3 separate regions of the Danio rerio genome follow, and regions 2 and 3 are each linked to region 1. Evidence: chromatin contacts called from public Hi-C data. All regions are on one chromosome and are shown on one strand. The core of a region is the stretch at or near the end of the contact, and the rest is flanking DNA. Distances in the headings are between cores, read along the strand shown. Region 1 overlaps rbfox3a (RNA binding fox-1 homolog 3a). Region 2 has its middle 37 kb from the start of c1qtnf1. Region 3 holds the start of rbfox3a (RNA binding fox-1 homolog 3a).

Region 1 (3,894 bases), core at 776-3,275:
ATTCATAGTAGAACTCACTATAATGGCCAGGAAGTACATTCAGATTCAAATGTGAATGGATGGATGTTAATATTGCAGTATAATACACTTATTTGACTGTCATTGTAATAGGTAATTTTAGGATTCTCTCCTCTCCATATGCACCAGACACTTTCTTATCAACACTCCATGGTTATGGCGCCGCATTGGAGAGGTTGTGTTTCGAAAACCAATGTTGGAATGATGGCTGAAGACGTGCAAGTTTATACTGCAGTCATGCCATGGTTCCTAGAAGGACGGTCATGCAGTCTGTGTAGTGAGTTTATGGGGCCAGGTCACCTGCAGCCTCAAATTCAGTGTATGTTTTCACTCTAAGATGTCAACAACAATAGTTAAATAATGCAATGCACTAAGTATATCGAACAGACATTGCAACATACACATAAATTACAGCTTCAACCTAAAAAAAAAAAAACTAAAAAAAAACACGTATTGGTAAGTGTCAAAATTATTCCAATTTATACCTTTTCAATGGTAACTATGGGATAACTAAAGTAACTGATGTTTATTGGAATAACTGATTAGCCCTACACATATAACCAATTCACACTGTTAAGTATAAAAAAAAAACATTTAAACATTATTTTTTAACATAAAATGGGGTTTATATATATATATATATATATATATATATATATATATATATATATATATATATATATATATATATATATATATATATATATAATTTATTTATTTATTTATTTATTATAATTTTTTTTCTTTTTAAATATTTCCCAAATGATGTGTAACAGGGCAAAGAAATTTTCACAGTAACTTGCCTAATTATCCTAATCTGCCTAGTTAACCTAATTAACCTAGTTAAGTTAAATGTCACTTTAAGCTGTATAGAAGTGTTTTGAAAAATATCTAGTCAAATACTATGAACTGTCATCATGGCTAGGAAAAATAAATAAAAAAATCAAAAGATAAAAAGTTATTAGAAATGAGTTATTAAAACTAAAAAGTTTAGATATGTGTTGCAAAAAATCACTCCGTTAAACAGAAATTGGAAATAAACAGGGAGTGTAATAATTCAGGGGGGCTAATAATTACTTCAACTGTAAATAGTACTAGTAATTATTTACTAGAGATTTTTTTTTTCATCAGATACTTTTTTTTACTCTTACTTTTAAAGTAACTTTTAAGACTTTTACTTGTACTTTTACTTGAGTAAAAATTTTTGCAAGTACTTAAATATAGATTTTGGATACTCTACCCACCTCTGTAGGTGACACTCTTTTCCTTTCCATACGCACCAGACAGCCTTGTATTAGAGCCCCAAGTTTCTTGAAAAAAATTGTGCAATTCTGAGTGTGCTCCACACAGGTAAGTGGATTTGACAAACCACCTGTAGGACACACTCTCTCCTCTCTGATTGAAAAAAACTATACTAACTTAGACTTGTACTATAATTTACATGCTGCTGCTCTCAGATGACTTAAAGTGCTTCTTTTATCCTCACTTGTAAATCGCTTTAGATAAAAGTATCTGCTTAATGAATACATGCAAATAGCATGAATTGAAAGTGAGCCTGAATTGTGCTAAATTCTAAATCAAATTCATGAATTATAAATGCGGTCAGAATTATAAAGCAAATCAGAATTTAGCTGAATTTTCCGTCACAGATGGTTCAGTCCAAACAGGCTCTTTAAATGGCAACACTCACAGCGACAAACGAAGCCACGGGTTTGTTTCCTGAAGTGACCCTGCTAAAAATTCTATTCTTGTGTCATGAACCCTGCCCGGGTTGACTGTGCCCTGCTGGGCACGAGGAGGACATTCCTAGACCACTGAGATGGAAACTATAACCAGGGCTGAGGTAAAGCTGTGGCCCGGCCATATCCGCTGGCGCAGACCAAGCTTTAAGCTCTTCCGGCTCCAAGTCCATTGGCTGCCTGCCCGGCCCATGGAAAGGAAGTCTGACCAGGCCGCCCTTCTCGCATCAGCTTTGTAAACCAGCCTCCTTGTGCTGGCATGGGCTGTGGTACAGGGCCATATGTCCGCTAGCGCGTGAGTGTCTCCTTACATCTGCTCCTACCAAAACCCCCTGCCAAGGGCCGGATGACCTGGAACACTCTGGATTTCTTCCTCAGCAGTCTGCTTTCTGTTGCTTATTTCCATAAATATGCGTTTTATCCCCTCACTGCTTTCATAATCTAATCACCGAGCTGACAGAGAAAACATAAAACCCCTTTTTAACATATAAACAAACATGTCGATTCAAATGTATGTAGATGTGCAAATGTGTTAGCATTAGAATGCATGAACACACACTGTAGGCAAAACTGCACATAAATCTACCCACTAATTCGAACTAGCGCTCAAAGAGGACAACAAAGAGGCATTTGAAAGCAGCGAACGGGTGTTTCTCATTGGTTACAGCGATCGTGGTCAGCTCTGACAGGCCCTATCGCTTTCACAGCCTAGTCAGAGATCTGCTCTCCTGTGGGAAGCAAATGTGCTTTGATTATCTGTCACAGCTTCCGTGTTTCTCCTTATCAGCCGGATTACGCACAAACCCAAACGCCTTAATCCTTCATATCAAGACGGTGCCACAAAGGTAATGTGGCAAACCTAATCAAGACTTTATTAGGATAATATCATTAACACAAAAGGATAATTACATAGTCTTCTGTGCATAGATTGCAAAGGCCTTTGATATTCAGTCTCTTTAATTGAGAGTGTCTTAAGGAGAGCACGATAGCAGGCTGCTTGATCCTTATTGGTGTTAATGCCCAGTCAGACTCCATTTGTTTCTTCATTATATGATGTTTCCAGTAAAGTCTGCCGTGCACAAAAAAGGGCTAAAAAGCCATTCTGGGGTCTCAGTGGAGAAGAAGGTTGGATTATCAAGAACTAAAGTTACACAAGAAGAAGTTGAGAATGCTGCAAGCAGTTGCAAGCAAAACTGCTTGTGATAAAATGATTTATTATTATTTCTTGTTCTTAGACCTTTCTGGCTCCGACATTGATATTCTCAGTGTACTAGTGCAATCAAAAGTGGCTGCTGTGGTTGCTGTGGTATTTGTGATAAAAGTGCCAAGGGACTTGTCGTGGTAGAGAGTCAAATATCAAGTAATCCATACACACAGATTCTAATGGCATCGCGGCGGTGCAACATTTTCCTTTTATTATTGGTACTTGAGGGTGGAGAGGAAACTTTACCTCAGAATCAATTTCTGCTGATTACACACACAACAAAGCCAGGGTAAAAAAAAAAAAAAAAGAAAAAAACATGATGAAAAACATAAATGCAGATTCAAAAGGAAACAAACAAACAAACAAACAACAAAAAAATTGATCTAAATATCAAAATAATATTTTAAGTTACTTATTAAATAATATATTAAAATATACAATTATTAATAATATAAATAATATTATATAAATTATTTACATATAATTATTTGATAATAATAATAATATTAATAGTACTAACAACAGAAACAACATCAACAATGCATGTTTACTGTTATTATTATTATTAAATAACAACACATATAGTAGTTATATACACTAATGATAAAAATAATAATGTATTGTTAATGCAGTTGCTGTTGTTAGTATTATTATTAAATAAAAAAGTAAAGTAGTTTATATAATATTGTTACATTATTTACATTTAATGTAATAATAGAAATAATAATAATAATAAGAAGAAGAAGAAGAAGAAGAAGAAAAAGAAGAAAAAGAACAACAACAACAACTACAAAACCACCACAACAGCAGCAGCAACAACAACAACCAAAAACCACCACCACCACCACAACAATAATAATAATAATAATAATAATAATAATAATAATAATAATAATAATAATAATAATAATAATAATAATAATAATAATAATA
Region 2 (3,894 bases), core at 899-3,398, 490 kb before region 1:
CATCTAAATGCAGTAAGTGACAGCTTCGATTAGGCTGAATTCCCATCTGTCTTTAGGTTTGGGTAAGCAAGGCTATATAAAACGGCCAAGCCACTAGATGCATATTCTGTGTCTGAGGGCCACAAGCAATATCAATTTTTAATCTGACGCACGCTTTGAATATGTTGAGGCATATTTATTAGCATATGCCAATATATAATAAATAATCCACCTCTGGAGCCTGCTGGCAACATGAATCTTTAATTGAGAACGTACCTAAATGTACTGCTGCAAATTCTTAGGAGATTCAGTTTTACATTGGGTTATTAGACATTAAAAGCAGAACTTTAAAAGCAGGATAGGATGAGGGAAATCTCTCCTCCACATTGCATAAGGAACGCTAATAAAAACAGTCAACATCTTAATACAGGCCCGGATTGGCTAATCGGGAGGATCGGGAGAATTCCCGGTGGGCCGGTCCGTTTTTTGGCCGCGAGGGCCGGTGTCCCTAGCTCCAGAATCTGTTGCTCTCAGCAGTCACACTTTTTAAATGAATTAATTTATTTACTTGACCACAGTCTTCTTATTCATTATTTTACCGCAGCTCTGCTCTTTTTATATATTACCAGTCTGCAGGTTAATAATGATATAAGTCACCTTTCATTGTACAACCTTTGCGGTCCAGTGGTTAGCATGTTAGATTACAACGTCGCCGATCTGGGTTTGATCCTCATCTGAGTATGTTATTATTTTCATTTTTATTGTTGAGACATATAATACCGTTTGGGTTGTTGAACATTTGAAGTTCTAAAGCAGCTGTTTTCTCAAAAAAAGACTTAATGGTGTAATTAGAAACTGAATTGGAAATGACCTTATTTTAATATAGTCAGTCGTGATCTGAGGTGGGCCAGTCTGAGGCTTGAAACTCCAGGGCTGAAAAGAAGTCCCACTCCGGCCCTGTCTTAATATGTGAACTATCAAAGACGTAGTCTAAATGTTTGCATTCTGAGGGCTGGACCATTTGTTTGCTAAAGTCCAGAAATCTTTCACAGGTTACGTAGGTGGTCAGGATGTAACCTGCTATTTATGTACTCTCCCACTGATTTTCATTTCAGTTATTCAGGCAGATTTGTAATGCTAATTTGCTTGTTTTGTGGGAACTGACGGCATTGTTGCTACTCGTGGCCTCCCTGCGCAGAAGTTGTCAGATGAACCTTCATGCACGGCCAATCTCTGCCGACAGGACAGGGAGGGTAGAAGTAGGCAAGAGAGAGACAGAGAGTAAATAAGGAAAGATTGCGGACCAAAGTGACCCTTGACCTTTCTTATGGTTGCACCCCGATTCAAAGTGGAGAGATGCACTCTCTCCTTTCAGCACAAATAAACGTTAACAGCTGCTCCTTTGAGGGCACTTCTACAGAGAGAAAACTTTTTCGCCACTGGAAATAATTACATTTGGCAAAGGAAAGAACTCCTCTGGTTCCCTCAATCTGATTTTAACATACCACAGGCCTGTTGCTGAAGTCAACAAATATTTACATTAAAAAGCCATTAGAGGTCCCCTCTGTCTCTTGACAAGATCTCTCCAAGGTGCATTTGGCCGGTTTTCCTGCCCGCACGATTCTCTTTTAATTGCGCGCGATTAGAGTCCAGGGACTTTGGGGAGCACGAGGCGACCGTCCTGTGACTATAGGACCATTAAACCTTTATTGGAGGCTTTTTGCTCTATGGTCATGCCCATGTGCGGAGGGATGGCTAGTACACAACCGGGAAGTGTTAAAAAGGGCCTCCCTTTTTTTAATGCACCTTTTATGGGTGTTCAAACAGCAGAATAGGCTCTTGTAATGTGCTTCCCACCCAGATGCCAGCGCTTTGTCCTGTCCCACCGGCCCCTCCCCACCTTACATAGTTCATTAATTGGTCCACTAAAGACTTATCGTGTTGGCGCTCGTTTCCGTTCCTCTCGGTTGTGAAAAAAGGCCCCCTCGCCTCAAATTCGGAGGCTCGTCCGCCCCTCTTTTTCTCTGTCCCGCAGCAGATGCTACTGTTCTGCCTTACTGGTGAAGGCTTCCAACTTAATTAACACTAAATAATGAAGTGGATAAACACGCCATGCGAGCACATGCGCTCAGCACTCAATCCTGTGCTATGGCTCTGCACATTGCCTGACGCCCACGCTCTACAGGAAGATATCAATGACTGTACCAGTCCAATGAGTCACCAACCTGAAACCGTTCAAGCAATTTCATTAATTAACAAGAGAGCAACTGAGTCAGCATGCTGAGTGGATTACTCAAGCCTGCGCTCTCTTAGACCGTACGGCAGCTGGGTTTTCAAACTTTTGGCCGATGTGCAGTATTGATATCTGCTGTTTGTGTGGCATGAAAAAGGCGCTTGATGAATATTTGTTTTGCATTCAGTCTAGCTCAAAATATAACAGCTCAGGAGTTGGATAATCAGTGTTTGTGTTTGTGGACTATACAATAAGGACTGCATATGGTCAGGAACATGTCCAGGCAAGGGCTAAAATTAACATCCAGCAAGTGCCAAATGAGAATAAAAAGCAGCACTGGTAAGTAGATAAAACAGTGCTGCTCACAGTTGACTGGTAACTTTTAAAAAAATTAATTCAGTCACACTTGATTTTAATGTACAATTCATGCTATTGGCAAACCATTATCTAAGACTTTTAGCAATAAACTACTAACTAGCGGCACGATGGCTCAGTGGTTAGCACTGTCACATCACAGCAAGAACTGCCGCGGGACCAGTTGGCATTTCTGTGTGGAGTTTGCATGCTCTCCCCATGTTTGCGTGGGTTTCCTTTGGGTGCTCCAGTTTCCCCCTCAGACCAAAGACATGCACTATTGACCTTATTCTCCAACAAGGAAGTTTGCACGTTTTTGCGATTGTTTTAGAACTTCTGATTCTGTTGCCTACGGGAGAAATGACTAGAAATAATAAACGCCAGAAAACACTCAAACTACTCGGTCTACAAACAAATGTGTTCATTACTATACATAAAAAGTAGAATAATAAAATAAAAAAAAATTTGTTTGCAACAACAAGCAGCAGAACGAGCTGTTTTTAACTCTAAAAATGAATAAAAGTTAATGAGACCGGAAGTCTCGAGTCAAAAACATTTAAATGGCTGCACCCGCTCAAACGTGAAGATTAAGGTAAATAGGTGAATTTGGTAAACCAAAATGAGCCATCGTGTATGAGTGTGTGTGTGTGAATGCAAGATTGCACAGTATGGGTGTTTCCCCAACATAGGCTCATTCTAAAAATATTGCATTTCATCCTGCTGCATTCCATCTTTAAAACAAACGCTATGTGCCGGTATGGCAGCGTTTCTTTCCTAGCTGACCGCTTACCTCCGTATGTATGACTTTTCCACTGTTAGGAGTTTGTCCAGTGGACTTTTGACGCAGAGTTGACCACGATATCGAGGTTTGAGTCCGGTGAAGCAGAAAGCAGGTAAGACAAAAACAGAAGCTAAAAAATAAAATAAACAACTACATAACAGGGTGAGAATGTGGTATATCTGAAAATGTGGTAAAAATCAGGGGGCTTTTCTTTATCTGGATTGCTTTTTAAAACAGTATTGGTTGGGTTTAGTGAAGGGGGATGGTGGGGGTAGAAAACTGAGATCTGAAAAAGCATACACAGCAGCCTCTGGTGGATTCATGAAAACAAAAATTGCAAAAAACATGTATTTTTCTCTCTCCAGAAATGTAAAGGGGTTAGTAATCGGAATGAGCCTGGGTTGTGTTTCCCAGTACTGGGTTGTAGCTGGAAGGGCATCCGCTGAGTAAAACTCAGGCAAGTCATTTCACTCTGCGGCCATCTTTGAAACGACTCTCTGAAGTGTTACAATTAATGAATAAATGAAAAAATGTTTATTATTAAAAA
Region 3 (3,894 bases), core at 645-3,144, 370 kb after region 1:
ACAGAGACATTTTAAGTGTCTTTATAGTACTGTAAAATATAAACCTATACAAACAACTTTTAAAGGTTTTTTCCAATTTGTTTGCATGGCAAGGTTGAATTTTGTCTCAAATTACTTGTATGTAGGATCAGGGAGCTATCTGACAAAATATTTTTATCTGCATTCTGAAGTTGAACTAAGGTCCTGAGAGATTGGAACAACATGAGGGTGAGTAACTGTTGACAATTTTCATTTTGGGGTGACCTGTCCCTTTAACAAACCTACCACAGTAACTGTTGTATGCTTTCAATTTATTTACATTATATGGACTAAAAGACAGATCAATATGTGTGGTTACCGTACCAAAAGCTCCAACAGAAACACAAAGAGATCAGTAGAGAATGTCTGGCATGATTGAACACCCCCATAACTGCTATGAAACACATGCATCACTTTCGAAAGCTTACGTTAGGTTGTAATCACTGGCATAGATCTAAATGGTCCTTGCCATTTACCACCAGTTGTTTCCAATAGTCATCATAATACATTACCATGCCCTCAAACAGCTAACATTTGACATGTAGCAAGCAGGTAGGCGGGGGCTGGGAAAGTGCATCATAAACTGCATTATGAAATGAGATGAGTTTTGGGGTCATGAACGTATGTCACATGGAGGTCGTAATATAAAACAAGCACATGGGTTTCAGTTATTAAAAGCCTGGGTCAAGACCATGAAATTACCAATAACACAAGCACATAGAAAGTAAGAGGTTGTGCATGCCATGCAATGATGTTCAAAACATTGTGTAAGATTTACAGCATCTATTGCTCTCTTTTTTAACAATAAACCTGCAAGTTTATTGAATTCATCTCATTCAAAAGTGATTTTTAATAAATACTTCTTGGTAAAACAAGGTACAAATAAATAAAATAATACTCATTTGGGATTTCATAAGGCTTTTAAACGTTACAAGCTTGTCGCTTACACTAATACAATTATGATTTAGGTTGAGCAAACACAGGTTTTTAATTACAGTAGCAGCTGATTTATATAAAAAAAAAGAATTTATTATTATGTCTAGAATTTCTAGACAGAGGTAGGCAGTACATTTTCACATCTTAAGTAAAGGTCAAAACCTGCTAAAAGGCGTTTTATATACATAAAATCCAGCGACGTGGGTTAAACCATATTCAATTCAATGTGACTATGACAGTTTGAAAAAAAACTTACGCAACCCACCAAACCATATAATTTACACCACGGGTTACCTTATACTTCGACAAATTTATTATTGTAAGTGATAGACAAATTAGACAATTCCCGAAAATACTTAGGCCTACTATTTGTTACTATCAGTAAATATTTACTGTAAACTGTAAATAATATGAGAAAAAAAACAGCCTTGACTTAAGCTCATTTATTCGTCAATAGGGTATATGCCGAAGTATAGTAATAAGACTTTTAATTTGCCAGTAACCTGGTTAAGCGCTTCCGGTGAACCAAATGCCATCGTAAAATCGGCGCGTTTAAGGTCTGTTTTCTTTGAAAATCAGCAATCTTCACTCAGAATGTACAAGAAGCACTGCATTAAATTACATTTTGCCCGCTATGTCTTCATAATATGAGCATTTATTTACCCCAGTATATTCAATTGAGCTTCTGCGCTAGCCTACCGATTCTGACGCGCGTGCAAGTAAACGGCTTATTTTTCTCGTTTTACGCTTGAGCAACTAAATAAATGCCAAGTCTGTTTAACTAATTGTATTTTAATGACATTACAACATCGATGCTGTAAATGGAACCGTGTAAAATGGAAGAAAACTTACAATAACAGGTCACCGGAAGTTTGTCAGAATGGGAACAACACTAGCTCGGCAGGTGCAAATCAGGAGGGCCTGTCGGAAGCAGTACCGCGAAACTATGAAAGGCCACACCCATATTTACAAAAAGCAATCGGATTGGTTATTAAACATGACAATCTAAAATCAGCTCCTGGATTCTCTACATTGGATTTCGAAGACCATTGTGGGTGGGGCTAATAGGTCCGGACCTACACGGACCCTAATACAACTAAATTTTGTGTCTTCTGTTTTTTATACATTAAAGTTTTAATAGATCTTTTTTTCTGGTTTTATTTCTTTAAAGCCTACAAAAGCAAAGAAGATAAGGATGAAATTACAGTTGGTGTATCTAGAACAGTGATGCCCAAACTAGGGCTAGAGGGGCTGAAGTTGGTGCATGGAAAGCTTTGATTCAGCCCAATATCCCATCTGAGAAGAGAGGAAGTAGTAAGTAGTAGTAAAACTTTATTGTCTTTGACAAAAATATTTTATTGGACATCACCATATTGATGCAGACATTCCAAAAACACAAACAATAAAAAACAATACACAATACAATAGTTACAATAATTACAATGTTAATTAAGATAAGCTCTTGTTAAGTAAACCCACTGAAACTGGTACAGAGGATTATTTATCGGTTCAACCTACACTTAGGGACTCTCAGAGAAAAGCAATTCATAATGTGGAAACAAAAAATGAGTGGGATCATTCAGAATCCTTTCCACCTGATTGAGGACACAATTCTCATATAAATCTTGAGGATTAAAATATTCATCGTGCCCAACTATTTTCCATCCTGTCTTTAAGAGACTTAGATTTACACTTTTTACAGATAGGTTGCCAAATCACACTGTACCATATCTAACCATGCTTTCAAGAACAGCTTTATAAAACAACATCATAAGCTTCTTCTTCTCCAAAAAGTCGTGACCTCCGTAAAAAATACAATCTCCGGTGTAAACGAGAGCAAACTCACTCTATGTGTTTTCCATGTTAAAATAACTGTCAATGTACTGTAAATGCCCAAGTACTTATAGGTCTCTGACTGAGTAATAGGATGGTCGTGTACAACCACTTGACAATGGTCACCTACAATATAGCCTACGCTTTGGTTCAAATACCATCTCTTCTGTTTTCTTAGTATTTATTTTTAGCCTATTTTTATCACACCAATCGATAAACTGGCTAATTTCTGACTGGTAGATAACACTTATATAATTATTCTCTAAATAAATCAGTATGGCTGTATATTTAAAATAAAATTCTGTGAATGCTTACTTGAACATTCATTTGTAAAAAGCTATAAAAAGAATATGTGAGCTGACACAGCCTTGTCGTACCCTATTGGTATGTTTCCAGATTTTCAATTTAAATTTAATGTAACCCTTTGTTTTATTGTTAAAAGCTAACTAAAATAAAATATTTCAATTTAATTGTGGAAGTTATTCAGATTTTTTTAAAAATACATACTGTCACCCGACAGTGCAGAGACTTTGGTAAGAAAATCAAGTCAAAGGCAGATTCTGCTCTAGTGTTCTCAGCATTGAACTCCACTGTGTTATAAATATAAATGTTTTTGTTTTATTGCTATTTACTTCTAAATATTATGAAATAAATTATGAAATTACCCATGGCAACTTTAATCTAATATAGTTTGGTATATTTTTTGAACTAGGCCTTTATTTTACCAAACTTTAGTATCAAGTTCACTAAAACAATAAAAATTTTGTCTTTAATAATATAATGAATGCTTTACACCTTTTTCTTAAAATCCTTATGTCAAAAATGGAAGCATTTTAGAAAAATGACCAAAACAAGTTGTAGACAGTTTTGTCCTGCGGAAACAAAAATGTGAGCACCTATGAGAGCATGTAGTCTTAATCGTGCTATAATAGGCTAGCTTCAGGTCAACTATTTTAGTTGTTACTTACAATTGTAAGACATCTTGCACCACTCTGGTAAATGTGTCCTAAATGTGGAGTTTACGATTTGTTATCATTTGCATTTCAAGAACCCAAGAGCACTTTACAGACTTCACACACATTTATCCTTTGTGACTTCTGATTATAC

The links. Hi-C and Micro-C count contacts between places; a contact is called where the count stands out from the background.
Region 2: a Hi-C map of embryo shows a contact between it and region 1, with 3 times the contacts expected there. The contact joins two enhancer-like sites. A contact is called at or near these places in 6 of 18 Hi-C or Micro-C datasets (caudal fin, embryo, hematopoietic stem cells and 1 more) and 1 of 4 datasets of contacts at active chromatin or transcription factors (caudal fin).
Region 3: a Hi-C map of embryo shows a contact between it and region 1, with 2.4 times the contacts expected there. The contact joins the promoter of rbfox3a here to the enhancer-like site in region 1. A contact is called at or near these places in 3 of 18 Hi-C or Micro-C datasets (caudal fin, embryo and skeletal muscle) and 1 of 4 datasets of contacts at active chromatin or transcription factors (caudal fin).

What each region holds. Positions count from the first base shown.
Region 1 is chr12:34,691,727-34,695,620 of GRCz12tu, reverse strand. The region is part of intron 7 of rbfox3a (RNA binding fox-1 homolog 3a); the gene reads right to left. Among named protein-coding and RNA genes, the nearest start is that of rbfox3a, 370 kb to the right of the region's middle. Within about 2 kb of position 2,025, at least 5 of the 62 cell types and tissues checked have an H3K27ac peak or open chromatin away from gene starts, as enhancers often do.
Region 2 is chr12:35,185,240-35,189,133 of GRCz12tu, reverse strand. No RefSeq gene overlaps it. Among named protein-coding and RNA genes, the nearest start is that of c1qtnf1, 37 kb to the left of the region's middle. Within about 2 kb of position 2,148, at least 4 of the 62 cell types and tissues checked have an H3K27ac peak or open chromatin away from gene starts, as enhancers often do.
Region 3 is chr12:34,326,094-34,329,987 of GRCz12tu, reverse strand. rbfox3a (RNA binding fox-1 homolog 3a) reads right to left here and starts at 1,894. Exons shown (of 19, transcript XM_073918641.1): 1 at 1,807-1,894. It also overlaps a transcript of enpp7.2 not described here.